Linked DNA regions of Mus musculus: region 1 is linked to region 2. A link is a contact called in public Hi-C data. All regions are on one chromosome and are shown on one strand. Each heading gives the region's core, a stretch centred on a gene start, on an enhancer-like site or on the middle of the called end of the contact. The rest is flanking DNA. Distances are from core to core; before and after follow the strand shown.

The links. A called contact is a pair of places that touch in the nucleus more often than the background predicts.
Region 1: a contact with region 2 is called in a Hi-C map of the N1E-115 cell line, with 5 times the contacts expected there. The contact joins two enhancer-like sites. A contact is called at or near these places in 1 of 15 datasets of contacts at CTCF or cohesin (CD8 T cells), 4 of 484 Hi-C or Micro-C datasets (the G1E-ER4 cell line, the N1E-115 cell line, muscle stem cells and 1 more) and 1 of 115 datasets of contacts at active chromatin or transcription factors (embryonic stem cells).

The regions. Positions count from the first base shown.
Region 1 is chrX:140,705,093-140,711,786 of GRCm38.p6, forward strand. All of the region lies in intron 3 of Mid2 (midline 2), which reads left to right. Among named protein-coding and RNA genes, the nearest start is that of Gm23199, 29 kb to the left of the region's middle. Within about 2 kb of position 1,314, at least 8 of the 459 cell types and tissues checked have an H3K27ac peak or open chromatin away from gene starts, as enhancers often do. A contact at or near this core is called in the N1E-115 cell line, where this site is marked.
Region 2 is chrX:140,624,503-140,631,847 of GRCm38.p6, forward strand. No RefSeq gene overlaps it. Among named protein-coding and RNA genes, the nearest start is that of Tsc22d3, 28 kb to the left of the region's middle. Within about 2 kb of position 5,184, at least 2 of the 459 cell types and tissues checked have an H3K27ac peak or open chromatin away from gene starts, as enhancers often do. A contact at or near this core is called in the N1E-115 cell line, where this site is marked.

The sequences.
Region 1 (6,694 bases), core at 64-2,563, 77 kb after region 2:
GTGAGCATTGCCAAGTTCTGTGCTAACCTGGTGACACATTAGGCTAGAAGGTAAAAACAGATCAGTTTCTGAGTGGGGGTAGGTGTGTTGATAATTTTATGTTTTTTTTAAAATACAGGATCACAATACTTAACCCAGGTTAGTCTTAGCTCACAGTGTAGTCCAGGCTGTCCTCAATCTCACAGCAATCCCTCTGGCTTTAGGATTGCTGAGATTACAAAATTGAACCACCACTCCATATTTTGTACTAAAAAAAAAATAATAAACTGTCCTTCCAGTGAGTCACTAAAACTTCAACCACTTTTATTCTCTGTGGACTTTTGTCAAAAAGCATTCATTAAGCTCTATTGTGTGTTTAGCATTGTACTCAGCACTATTGGGGACTGTAGCAGGAGTGAAAGTCGTGACACTTGTCTTTAAGGACTTTATAGTCTAGTTAGCAGAGCTTACAATACAAAGCAACAGCAAGCACTAAAAATAGGAGTCCATGAGAGAGTGGGATTGAGAAAGGCTAACATTCTTATTGCCATCACCAGTAGCTAACACTTACTAATATTTAATATGCACCAGGTAGTGTGTTAAGTATTTTACATGTATTATTTCATTTAATCCTCTCAAATACCTCTGAGACAGACACTTTTATTATCCTTCGTTTTCATTTGAGAAAATTTAGTGAAGATAAGAAATTTGCTCAAGAGACTTGCAGTAAAAGATGAGACTACAGAGGCATGGAGAGACCTGGTCACAAAGGATTGTAATCATGTTAAGAAGTTTGGAATTTACCCTAAGGTCAGAGAGAAGCCAACTGATATTTAGCATGAAAGTATTTTAAGAGTGGAATTAATGTGTGTGTGTGGGGGGGGGGCAGAAGTGGAGGTAAATTTTTCTGTGTGACTATTGGATTAAGAATTCTGCAGGAGAGCTAGGGATATAGCTCAGTGATGGAGTACTTACTTAGCATGCATAAGACCATGAATTTAACCCCAGTCTTGGGTGGGGGGAATAATGTATCATGAAGATAAAAAACTGGAGTAGGCTAGTTAGGGAATGTTGTACTCGGTTTGGCACATGTTGTCCTCAATACACATTTCTTGGATGGGTAGTTTAGTTTAACAAAGATGTTTTTGTTAGATGTAGTGAGGCAATAATTAGAAAGGACAGAGAAAGAAATGGGTTGGAGTTATACTTAGTAAGCGCCATATATGGAATGTGATGATTCATCGGATATACAGACAAGAAAAAAAGAGAGTTCGGGACAGGGGATGCCAGTGTTTCTGGACAGTGAGTCATGTGCTACTTCATTCATTACATTTTAGGACCATTAGGGATGATTTAGCTCTAATGGAAGTAGATGAGCTCAGCTTTGGAAACTCAGTCTGTAGTGCCTGTTTTTAGATAAACAAAACATCCCAGTAGGTAGTTAAGAATACAAATGGAGATTTCAGGAGAATGCAAATACACATGAGGCAAAATATGGATCCTTTTCAATGTAATAGAATTGTTCTCAAATTGGATTTGCTGGGCTGGAGATGGCTCTGTAGTTAAGAGCACTTGCTGCATTTGCAGAGGACAAGACTTCAATCCCCAGCAACCCCATTGGGGTGGGCACGGGGGCGGGGGCGGGCGCAGATCAGAACTACCTGTAAGTCTAGCTCCAAAGCATCCAATGCCCTCTTCTGGCTTCCATGGGCATCTACATGCACATGCATGCACACATACACATAAACTTTTTAAAAAGTCTTTTAAAGATTGGACTTTGCAAATGGTTGCATCAATCTTTAAACTTACCCAAATCCAGTGGATTATTAACTTCAAATGTATTGGTTATATATGATGTAATTTATATCTCAGTAAAAAATAGGCAGAAAGCTAGCATATAGTGCCGATTGATGAAGCATTAGCAACATGTGAGATGAGGCTAGGCATGGATAGCCACTTAAGAGACTGATGTGGGAATATTGAAACCTTGAGGTCACCCTGAGTAATTTATTGAGACATTGTGTCAAAATAAAGTAAAGGATGGAGCTCCCTGGTAAGTTGCTTTCCCAGTATGAAAAACCCTAGATCAGCCCTTAATGCAGGAGAGATAAAAAGAAAAACCAACCAAGCAAACTGAAACAAGATAAAAATTCCAATCCTGAAACCACTAAAATCCAAACACTGCATTTAAAATGTGCCGGAGAGACTTGGAATGTTAGGAAGAAAACAAAGTGGGTGTTGTGGAAGCTGGCAGAAGACCGTATTTCTAGAAGTAAATGGGTTTTCAGTTTTTGTAATGACATGAAAAACTAGTATCTTTAAATGCCAGTGGATTCTTCTACATGCTAACCACCAGTTGTGCCAGCACCATTTGTTGAAAATGCTGTCTTTTTTCCACTGGATGGTTTTAGCTCCCTTGTCAAAGATCAAGTGACCATATGTATGTGGGTTCATTTCTGGGTCTTCAATTCTACTCCATTGATCTACCTGCCTGTTTCTGTACCAATAACGCAGTTTTTGTCACTATTGCTCTGTAGTACAACTTGAGTTCAAGAAGTTATACTCCAGAGAATCAAACAACCCTATTAGAAATGGGGTACAGAGCTAAACAAAGAATTCTCAACTGAGGAATGGCTGAGAAGCACCTAAAGAAATGTTCAATAGCCGGGTAGTGGTAGAACACGCCTTTAATCCCAGCACTTGGGAGGCAGAGACAGGCGGATCTCTGAGTTCAAGGCCAGCCTGGTCTACAGAGTGAGTTTCAAGATCGCCAGGGCTCCACAGAGAAACGCTGTCTCAAAAAACAAAACAAAAGAAATGTTCAATATCCTTAGTCATCAGGGAGATTTAAATCAAAACAACCCTGAGATTCCACCTCACACCTGTCAAGAATGGCTAAGATTAAAAACTCAGGTAATAGCAGACGCTGACAAGGATGTGGAGAAAGAGGAACACTCCTCCACTGTTGGTAGAATTGCAAGCTGGTACAACCACTCTGGAAATCAGTTTGGTGGTTCCTCAGAAAATTGGACATAGTGCTACCTAAGGACCTAGCTATACGACTGCTGGGCATATACCTAGAAGATGCTCCAACATGTAATAGGGACACATACTCCACTATGTTAATAGCAGCCATATTTATAATAGCCAGAAGATGGAAAGAACCCAGATGTATTTCAACAGAGGAATTGTTGTGATGATAAAAAGATAAATATGTATTAATATATGTTTTATGGGGGTATGGTGAAGTATGGGGGAGGGGTGCCTCAGCAGGCCCATGCCAAGGCATCCCTTCCCCCTGAGGGACCAGCCACACTATGGTATAGGGTATAGTATAGAAAAGAGTTTATTCAGGGCATGGGGAGAGGAGTTAAGAGGGTAGTAGAGGCAGAGAAAGGCAGAGAAAGAGAGGTGGGGGAGTAGAGAAGTAGAGGCCGGCCATGACCATCTGGAGAGGGGGGGAAGGGAATGGGGAGAGAGGGGGAGCAAGAGGGCAAGAGGCAAGAGAATAGAGGTAAAAGTAAGAGAGTAAGAGAGAAATAAAAGAGGGCAAGCAACCCCTCTTATTGTTGACCAGGCCTACCTCGCTGTTGCCAGGTAACTGTGGGGAGGAGCATACCCCACTATTGCCAGGAAACTGTGGGGTGGAGCTTAGACAGAATCCTAACAGGAATGGATACAGAAAATGTGGTACATTTACACAGTGGAGTACTACTCAGCTATTAAAAACAATGAATTTATGAAATTCCTAGGCAAATGGATGGATCTAGAAAATATCATTGTGAGTGAGGTAATCCAGTCACAAAGGAACACACATGGTATGCACTCACTAATAAGTGGATATTAACCCAAAAGCTCAGAATACCCAAGATACAATTGACAGACCACATGAAGCTCAAGAAAAAGGAAGACCAAAGCGTGGATGCTTCAGTCCTTCTTAGAAGGGAGAACAAAATACCCATGGGAGGAGTTAGAGACAAAGTGTGGAGCAAAGACTGAAGGAAAGACCATCCAGAGACTGCCCCACCTGGGGATCCATCCCACATACAGTCACCAAATCCAGACACTATTGTGGATGTCAACAAGTGCTTGCTGACAGAAGACTGTTATAGCTGTCTCCTGAGAGGTTCCACCAGTGCCTGACAAATACAGAAGTGGATGCTTGCTGCCAACTATTGGACTGAGCACAGAGGCCCCAATGGAGGAGTTAGAGAAAGGACTGAAGGAGCTGAAGGGGTTTGCATCCCCATAAGAAGAACAACAGTATCAACCAACCAGACCCCCCAGATCTCCCAGGGACTAAGCTACCAACCAAGGAGTACACATGGAGGAATCCATGGCTCCAGCTATATATGTAGCAGAGGATGGCCTTGTGGGACCTCAATGGGAGGAGAGGCCCTTGGTCCTGTGAAGGCTTGATGTCCCAGTGTGAGGGAATGCTAGGGTGGGGATGCAGGAATGGGAGGGTTGGTGAGCAGGGGAAGGGGGATGGGATAGAGGGGTTTCCAGAGGAGAGACCTGGAAAGGGGATATCATTTGAAATGTAAATAAAGAAATTATCCAGTAAAAGAAAAGAAAAATGTCAGTGGAAATTTACCAGTTGTCAGGGAGCAATTGAGTGGCAGGAACCGGGAAGAGCATTAAGTAAACAAAGGAGGACACCAAAAGAGGAGAAAGTGAGATCCAGAGCACAGAAGTGGGATGACCTCTCAGGAGGAAGTGCCAGTTGCCTTCAAGTGCCAGTTGCCTATTCTTTTGCTACAAGAGAGAAGGAAGAGAACATGGTTGAAGAAGTGGGCATGTTGTGATGGGCTTGTTTGGAATGCCTATTTTGACTGTGAAGTAGGAGTGCTATGATTTTACTGCAAGTGAGGAAGAAGGTGGTGGGACTGGAGGTTGGAGGACTATGCTGCCATTCTTATAGCTGGCTACCACAAAATTAGAGGGCAGTTAGTCTTTTCATAGGTCACACATGCAGAAACCCATGAGAATGAATAATGCTTTCCAAGGCGACCGAACTGATTAGGTGAGAAGGGTTTATAGTGGAATTCTTTCCACAAACTAACTTAATATCTCTCTCTCTCTCTCTCTCTCTCTCCCTCCCTCCTTCCCTCCCTCTCTTCTTCTCACCCTCCCTCCCTTCTTCTCACCCTCCCTCCTTTTCCATCTGAGATAGGGCCTTCATGTAGTTTGAATTGGTATGCAGCCACAGATGACCTTAAACTTCTGCCTCTGCCTCCTCAAGTGCTGGTATTGCAGGTGTGTGCCACAGGTGTGTGCCACCGCACCCGGTTTAGGTGGTGGTACGGATAAAACCTATGGCCTCGTGCAAGTTATAAAAGTACTCTATTAACTGAGCTACATATTCAGTTCTTCCATAAACTTTCCTGACAAATTTTAAATGATTTTATTTTTCGTATCTTAAAACATTAATACACCTGATATTATTTTAGAGTATACAACGTTTTGAATTTGACTTCCAGAGAGATAGTTACTATGTAAAGGCCATTTGCTAAAATCCAAAAGTCCTTTTTCATTGAATGGATATATTGCCTTAGCCATATATTGAGTCTTTGCATTGACTTAATTCTTCTAGACTGCTTTCTGTTTCACTGATTTAATTTTTAATTTTCTATTCATCTCCCAATGCTTTATTATTTTGATTATAATGGTTTTAAAAAGTGAACTGGGCATGATGGCACAGACCTATAAGTGTTGCACGTGGGAGGCTGAAGCAGGAGTATTATGACTTCAATACTACATAATCCAGTCCAGCCACACCTACACAGGGAAAGCGTGTTACAAAACAAACCAGAAAAAACAAAGCATATCAACATCTGGTATCTGTTTTCATATGAACTTTAAAATACTTTTATCTATCTATAAAACATACTCAGCTTAGGTTGTAATTATTATCTTATTATGATTATATATTCCTTTTTGGAAGAAATATATTTTTATGGTAGGGCTTTTTATCAAGAAATTTGATGATAATATAGCTATATATTTTTATTTAGTTATATTTTATTTTGAGATCATTTTTCATACACACAGACCCACACACATATATATGCATGTGTGTATATGTGTGTGTGTGTGTGTGTGTGTATGTATGAGATACTGTATCCTTTTGTTAAATCAAGTCCTAGGTGTCTTATAGACCTGCTGAGAATGTGTTGCTTTTCCATTTTCACTTTTAAAATGCAGCTGGAGAAAGCTTTTGATTTAATGTGTTTTCTTACTATACTTATAATTTTGGATCTATAGTAGAGTCGTCTCTTGAATTATCTGAGATGCTTTTATCTTCTTTACAAAAATATACCAGTTGCTTCATTTTCTTGCCTCAACCAAACATCAAGAAGTGTGATGTCAGATTTCTCTTCTTTGTTCTTGATTTTACTGGAAAGAGCCTTCGCGTGTTGCCATTTAGTATGATATTCGTTATTTGTTTTTAGCATCTTCAAGCAACTTTTGTTGTTTTTTTAATTTAGAGTTTTCATTTGGTTTGGCTGCTGAATTTTGTTTAAAAATTTTTAGAATATGTTATTATAATTCCATATGTTGGTAAATTTTTAAATGTTGAGTCATTCTTTTATTACTGGAATGATTTTTATTCCTCTGTTGTTCTGTTAGAATTCATTTTGAAATGTATTTAGAATTGAATTTATAATTTAGAAATGTATTCAGAAGTGAAACAATCCTATAGTCTTATTAT
Region 2 (7,345 bases), core at 3,934-6,433:
CCATCTTTTATGTCAATGCTCAGAATCGAAATTCATTTTTGAGGGTCTCCCCCATAGTGCTTTCCATAGAACCTTAACTAGTTTGCATTCCTATCAAAGGTTCCAATTCCCTTATGACTCCACAACACATGTATTTTGCTGCTTTTTTTTCCCATTCATAGTCATACAGCAGGTGTACGGTGATAAGCCACTGATATTTTGATTTGCCACTGGCTGATTTACTGAAGTTGCTGATCCAAGTTCTTATTCTATTTGCCTGTTTTAGCTATCAACTCTTAGTAGGAATATTTTTTAAACCAATTTTGTAGGTTGCTTTTCTTGATTTGCTTGGTCAACTTGACCCAGCTTAGAATCATCTGTGAGGAAAGCCTCTAGACTGAGAAATTACCTACACAGCATTAGCCTGTGGGTGTATTTCGGGGAGATTTCCTTGGTTGTTAATTGATGCAGGAGGGCCCAGCCCACTGCGAGCCGCACCATCCACAGGTGCGTGGGTCTGGGCTGTGTTAGCTGGCTAGCTCAGCCTGAACCCGAGAATGAGCAAGCACTGAGCAGTGTTCCTCCATGGTTTCTGTTTCAAACTTCCTGCTTGAGCTCCTGCCTTTACTTCCCACAATGATAGACTGTGTGTGACCAGGAAGTGTAAGCCACACGAACCCCTTCTCTTCCATAAATTTCTTTCACCGGATTGTTTTATCATAGCCACAAACTGAAGTTAGTGTTATGGGAAGCCCACCAAAGATAACCACTCAGACCCAGTTTGTAGGCAATTGAAAGTGTTTATTCCAGCTGGCTGGGACCACACCCAAGCGTTTAGGGACCTACGTGTCCAGAAAGGCAGAAACCACCTCCCGGGGCATTTCCCTCAGTAACTGCAGGGGGCTTTGCAGAAGCAAGCAGCTTGAAGCAAACAGTTTAACAGGAGGTAAGATAAGCAGTTGGCTGGAGGGCGTTCAGTACAAACAGGCAGTTTAACTTACTTGACTTCTGTTGAACTGCCTTTTCTTCCGGAATTCCCTCCAGCTATGCTTGAAGACAGGAAGCTAGCAGGAACCTCCTGAGAGGTGTCATCCAGCAGCAGATAGAGGCAGACAAGGAGGCCCACAGCCAAACAACAGGCAGAGCCCGAGCCCGGGGAGCCTTGTGGAAGAGTGGGGGGTAGGATTGAGAGAGCCAGAAGGGTCAAGGACACCACAAGAAGATCTACAGAGTCAACTAACCTGGGACCATGGGGGCTCACAGAGCCTGGGCCACCAACCAGGGAGCTGGACCTAGGCCCCCTACGCATTTGTAGCAGATGTGCAGCTTGGTCTTCATGTGGATCCCCTAACAATTGGAGCGGGGAGGGGGGCTGTCTCTGACTCTGTTCCCTGCCATTTGATCTCCTTCCCCCTACCTGGCCTGCCTGTTTGGGCTTCAGTGGGAGAGGATGTGCCTAGTCCTCCTGGAAGTAGATGTTCCTGGGTAGAGTGGTACCCAAGGGGAAGGTTGGGGAGGGGAAGGGATTTGTAAAGGTAGGACTGGGGAAAGAGGAGGGAGAAGCACAGTGAACAAGATGTAAAGTGATTTTTTTTCCCTAGGCAGGGTTTCTCTTTTAGCCCTGGCTGTCCAGGAACTCACTTTGTAGACCAGGTTGGCCTCGAACTCAGAAATCCACCTGCCTCTGCTTCCAAGTGCTAGGATTAAAGGCGAGCGCCACACTCACAGTAAAAACATGTAAGGGCCTGGAGAAATGGCTCTCCTGTTAAAATAGCTGTGTGTTTCTCATATAGAGAATCTGAATTTGTTTCCCAGCTCCCACATTACACAATTCACAGTACCTGCAATCCCAATTCCAGGAGAGTTAGTACTCTTCCGGCCTCAATGCACATCAACACACACACACACACACACACACACACACCACACACACACGTAAAACAAATCTTTAAAAAATAAAAAGAAAGTCTTTCATCTATTTTGAGTTTCCATCAGTGTGTAATATAAAGATCTAATTTCAGTCTTTGGCATGTGGATATTTAATTCTCCTAAGAATATTTGTGGCAAAGACTGCCCTTTCCTTTTGTTTATTCTTGGCACCTTTGTCAAAACATAGTTGGGCATATATGTGCGGATATATTTTTTGAGCTCCCATTCTGTCCATGTACGTCAGAACCGTTTTAAGGTTTTTTGTTTTTGTTTTTGTGTTTTTGTTTTTTTCTGAATGCCCCATTTTGGCTTTTTTCTTACAAGCATGAAAGAATGATGAATTTTATCAAATGGTCTTGCTGCATCTATTGACATACTAACATGGTTTTCTCCATAATCAATAATGTAAATTAAATTAAATTAATGAGCATTAAAGGGAATATAGAATGGAGGAAGGGTAGAGGAGAGGATATGAGGAGGGATAATTAACAAGTGCTAAAGGCTTTTTGAAAAGACATATGGAGCCTACTACTGCAGAAGTTTCCTAAAATATGTACATATGTAAAAGAAGTTTAAATGGAGTCACCACATGGGAGAGACAATAACCTACCTAGATAACATATGCTACCAGATTAACTCCAAGTAGCATGAATGGGTTATATCTTATGGATTCACTGTCCAAAGGGGCTCCACAGACCCACCCAAACATCATAGACTATTGCTGAGGCCATTGGTTACCCTCCACCACTGGATGGTAAGGCCCTACTATTGAATATATCACTTATGTCATAAAACACGGAAAAATTGAGCAGGTGCTCACCTGGAAGCTTCTCCCTTACTGACTAGCATTTGTGGTGCTGGGAAGTATTCTGCATTCCAGGAGAAAAGCAACCACCAATTTCAGCCAGCTATGAACTCTGTTAGCTATAACATCAATCTGCCTACAACATATGCACATTGGTATAATAATGGCATGGGTATTACAAAAATGTATTACAAAAATAAACAACCATTTTTTTATTGGATTCAAGGCCCATTCCCTAAAATGGAACCCATAACCCATGCCAGACACTGCTAAAGTGCAGAACCTGACGAGATAAGTCATGGGCCTAGGGGAAGCCTACTACTATTATTCTGCTGAATGAACTCCTAATGCCATGATGCAGTAGCTATAGATGAGGGCCTCACTCAACCCTCCTGAGAGAAGCTTTGACTGCCATCAGTGAACACAAAGTCCCACCACTGAGACTATGGAGTACTTAGTCCTGCGGGGATGTCTTGGTTACACCACCCCTATCAAGGTTCGAGGACCAATGTGGAAGAGGGGGGCACAAAGAATACTGTAAGAGTCAGAGGTTCTAGACAATTTTCCAGACACAGCAGGGCAGATGTACATATGAATCCCCAGACACTGTGACAGCATAGGCAAGATCTGCACAGACTCAAGCTAGTCAGAATTCTCAACACGAAGGAGGGGAGGTGGGCACAAAGTCCCATGCCTAACTAAGAAGCTATTTGCAATTGATAACTGCTGGGAGAGAGGAAACTACATTTTCACCAGTGGAGTGACAATGTATATCAACTATACTCTAGTATAGGCCCAATGCTCAGGAGGCGATTGCCAATACAAACTGGACTATAAACAGTCCTGGTTTTGCTGTAAAGAGAGATAAAGAACATGAAGTTATGTGGGTACAGAGAGAGTAGGGGTGGGGAATCTGGGATAAGTCAGAGGATGGGAATATATAATAAAACATAATGTATGGTTTTCTGAAAGAATAAGTAAAAAAGGGAAAAAAAGAGTTTAAAAGGCTTAGGAGTCATGTCCTGTAAAAGTTATCTCCCCACTTGACCTCCAACCCTGTACTTTTGTACCCCCTTTAGAGTACTTTTCTCTGAGTCACCACAAGCATCTGTGATTAAAATAATCACACTGTCTTCGTTCGTATTGTCCCATACTGTGAGCTCCTTGAGGAAGGGGGGGGCACATCATTGCTTTCAGTTTTTTTTTTAACTTTTGCTTTTCTGGATATGGATGCTTTGCCTGAATAAATGTCTGATTATCATATGCATGCAGAGCCGGAGGAGGCCAGAAGAGGGTTAGAAAAAGAAGTGGGTCTCTGAAAAGGGTACAGGGACTCAAATCCGAAGCCCTTGGGAGAGCAGTAAGTGCTCTTAACCACTTAGCCATCTCCCCATCTCAAGCATATTATTTCTAATGGCTTCCACAGGATCCAGGAGAATGCTCAACAAGTATTTATTGTACAAACGAAGAAAGGAGTGGAAACAAGTAAGCTATTGAGTGTTCTATTTTTAAACAGAGCTTCTAAGCCTGTTGATCATGTCAGATCATCTCTATTCTATCCTTTAATGATATGTTGAGCATAGAAATAATGCTTTACATATATTCTTGATAAGGACTATCTATCATTTTGCCAGTGTGAGCATGGCAAAATCTAATACATTTTATTTATTTTATTTTCTGGTACATAGTACCACAGTTGGCATGTGGACGTCAGAAAACAACTTTTAGGAGTTGTTTCTCTCTTTCCACCACTTGGGGCCTGACATTATAACTCAGGTCAGTAGACTTGGTGGTTAAGTACTTTTACCTACCTAATGATCCATCTCATCTAACTTTAAAATTGGAGGGGAGGTAAACTAAGATTATTCAGTTCAATTCTAAATCTTTTACATCTTTAGGTCGTAGGTAGACTTGAGATGTAATTGTATGTATGTCCTTCGAGTCACTGAACAAAAAATAACTAGTATAAGATGTCCTGTTTACTAAATACTAACAATGTCCCAAGCCTTGGGTTTTGTATTTTTACATATATGTTGTTAAAGTATTTGCGGCAGGATAAATGTTTTCTTTAAAGATTTATTTATTATTATATCTATGTAAACTGTAGCTGTCTTCAGAGACACCAGAAGAGGGCATCAGATCTCATTACAGATGGTTGTGAGCCATCATGTGGTTGCGGGGATTTGAACTCAGGACCTCTGGAAGAGTGGTCGGTGCTCTTAACCGCTTAGCCATCTCTCCAGCCCAGGTTAAGTGTTTTGATTCCCTTGTTTACAGATGAGGAAATTAACACTAATTTAGTTACACGTCCTGCCCAGGGCCCCATTCTTAGTAAGTAGTGAAGCTGAAATGTGAATTAAAGTCTTGTTTGTTTGCTTGTTTGTGGCAGGATTTCTCTCTGTAGCCCAGGCTGGTCTAGCGATCTCTATGTAGCTCAGGATGATCTCATATTCCTAGCTATCGTCCTTCCTCAGCCTCATTAGGAATAGAATTTCAGGTATGCTCCATCAAGTCCACCCTTCAGCTGCTTTTTCCCCCTGCAAGTTCATGCTTGATTAGAAATACCACACTAATTAAAAGGTTCTGTTTACTATTTGGCTACCAGACAATATAGGCTGTTCAAGTTTGGCTTGAATCCTTTGGTGTCTAGAGCTCATTATTTCTCAAGGTAGACACTCTATCTTTGGACTTTTGTAAGCATCTTTAAACCTCTTATTATAGTGAGCCAAAATTATCAATTAGCTAAAGAAGACATGGCTAGAGAAGAGACTTTTGCCTTGCTTTGCTTGCCTGCTTGCCTGCTTGCCTGCCTGCCTGCCTGCCTGCCTGCCTTCCTTCCTTCCTTCCTTCCTTCCTTCCTTCCTTCCTTCCTTCCTTCCTTCCTTCCTTCCCAACTCCAGATTTTTATTCTCCTCCTGATCCACCTTCCAACTGTTCCATATCCCATACCTCCTCCCTGCCCTGTCTCCATGAGGATGCCCCCACCCCCACCCCACACCTCAACCCCACCTGACCTCTAAACTTCCTGGGGCCTCCAGTCTCTTGAGGGTTAGATGCATCATCTCTGAATGAACACATTCTCGGAAGTCCTCTGCTGTATGTGTGTTGGTGACCTCATATCAGCTCATGTATGCTGTCTGTTTGGTGGTCCAGTGTCTGAGAGATCTTGGGGGGTCTATGTTAATTAACACTGCTGGTCCCCTACAGGATTGCCCTCCCCCTCAGCTTCTTCCAGCTTTCCCTTAATTCAACCACAGGGGTCAGCTGCTTCTGTCCTTTGGTTGGGTGCAAATATCTGCATCTGACCCTTTCAGCGGCTTGTTGGGTCTTTCGGAGGGCAGTCATGATAGGTTCCTTGTTGTGATCACTTCATAGCTTCTGTAATAGCGTCAGGTCTTGGGATCTCCCCTTGAGCTGGGTCCCACTTTGGGCCTCTCACTTGATTTTCTATTAAAACTTCTTCTCCAGTATGACCAAACCATTCTTTTATTTCTTTGACTATAGTTATTCAACTAGTTACACATATATGCATACATGTGTATATGCATATATGTATATGTATGTATACATATGTTTGTGTGTGTGTCTGGTGTGTGATGTAGCAGGAAATATAAAAAAGCAATCCACGCTATGCCAGAAAGACAACAGTGGACAGGCAGACTCTGACCCAGAGCTCCAAAATCTCTCCACCCAACTAGCTAAGTTTCCACTGATAGGTTGATGCCATGCCAGCCCCACACTTCCAAATTCCCATGGCCTTTTGGAATGCACTTGTCACAAACCCATGCTTTTCTGCTGGAAACCAGTTGAGTCGTAGGGTGATGGAAAAGACCACACAAACTTAGTTCAGAATTAACAGGTAGCACAATTGCTGGCACAGCAACTATCATCCTAATTTATAAGCCTTTCTAAGTTAAATTCTCCTGTAGCTGATCTGCCACCTCAATGGTGGATAGGGGTTGTGATGGGTCTCTGCTACCTCCATTTTGACCTACACCTGTCTCCTGTCCAAAAAAGCCAGTATCTTTCTCCTCCTTCCCCTCTTCCTCTCTCCCACCCAGAAGTGCTGCCTACTCCTTGCCCAGTTCCCTGAAATCTTTATTCATTAGGGGAAGGTTCTGCCATATGTGAGGATATATTTCCTTGTCCAATAGGCAGTGCACCACATTAAAATTATAAAATTCTACTGTTGACCCTTAGTGTGGTGATTTGAATGAGAATGGCCCCATAGGCTCATATATTTGGATATTTGGCCTCTAGTTGATAGAAATGTTTGGGAGGTATTAATAGGCATGGCCTTGTTGGAGAAGATGTGCCACTGAGGATGTGCTTTGAGTTTCAAAGACCTACATCAATCCAAGTTAACACATCTCGTCCCCCCTCACCCTTGCCTCTGGCTGTTATCTCAGCTATTGCTAAAGCACCATGCCTACTGGCCTGCTGCTATGCTCCGTTTCATACTGGTCATGGACTTTACTATCCTCTGAAACTGCAAGCCCCTAAATTAAGTGCTTTAATTTAAAAGTTGCTGTGGTGGTTTGAATATGCTTGGCCCAGTGAGTGGCCTTGTTGGAGTAGGTGTGGCCTTGTTGGAGTGTGTCACTGTGGGGGTGGGCTTTGAGACCTTTATAG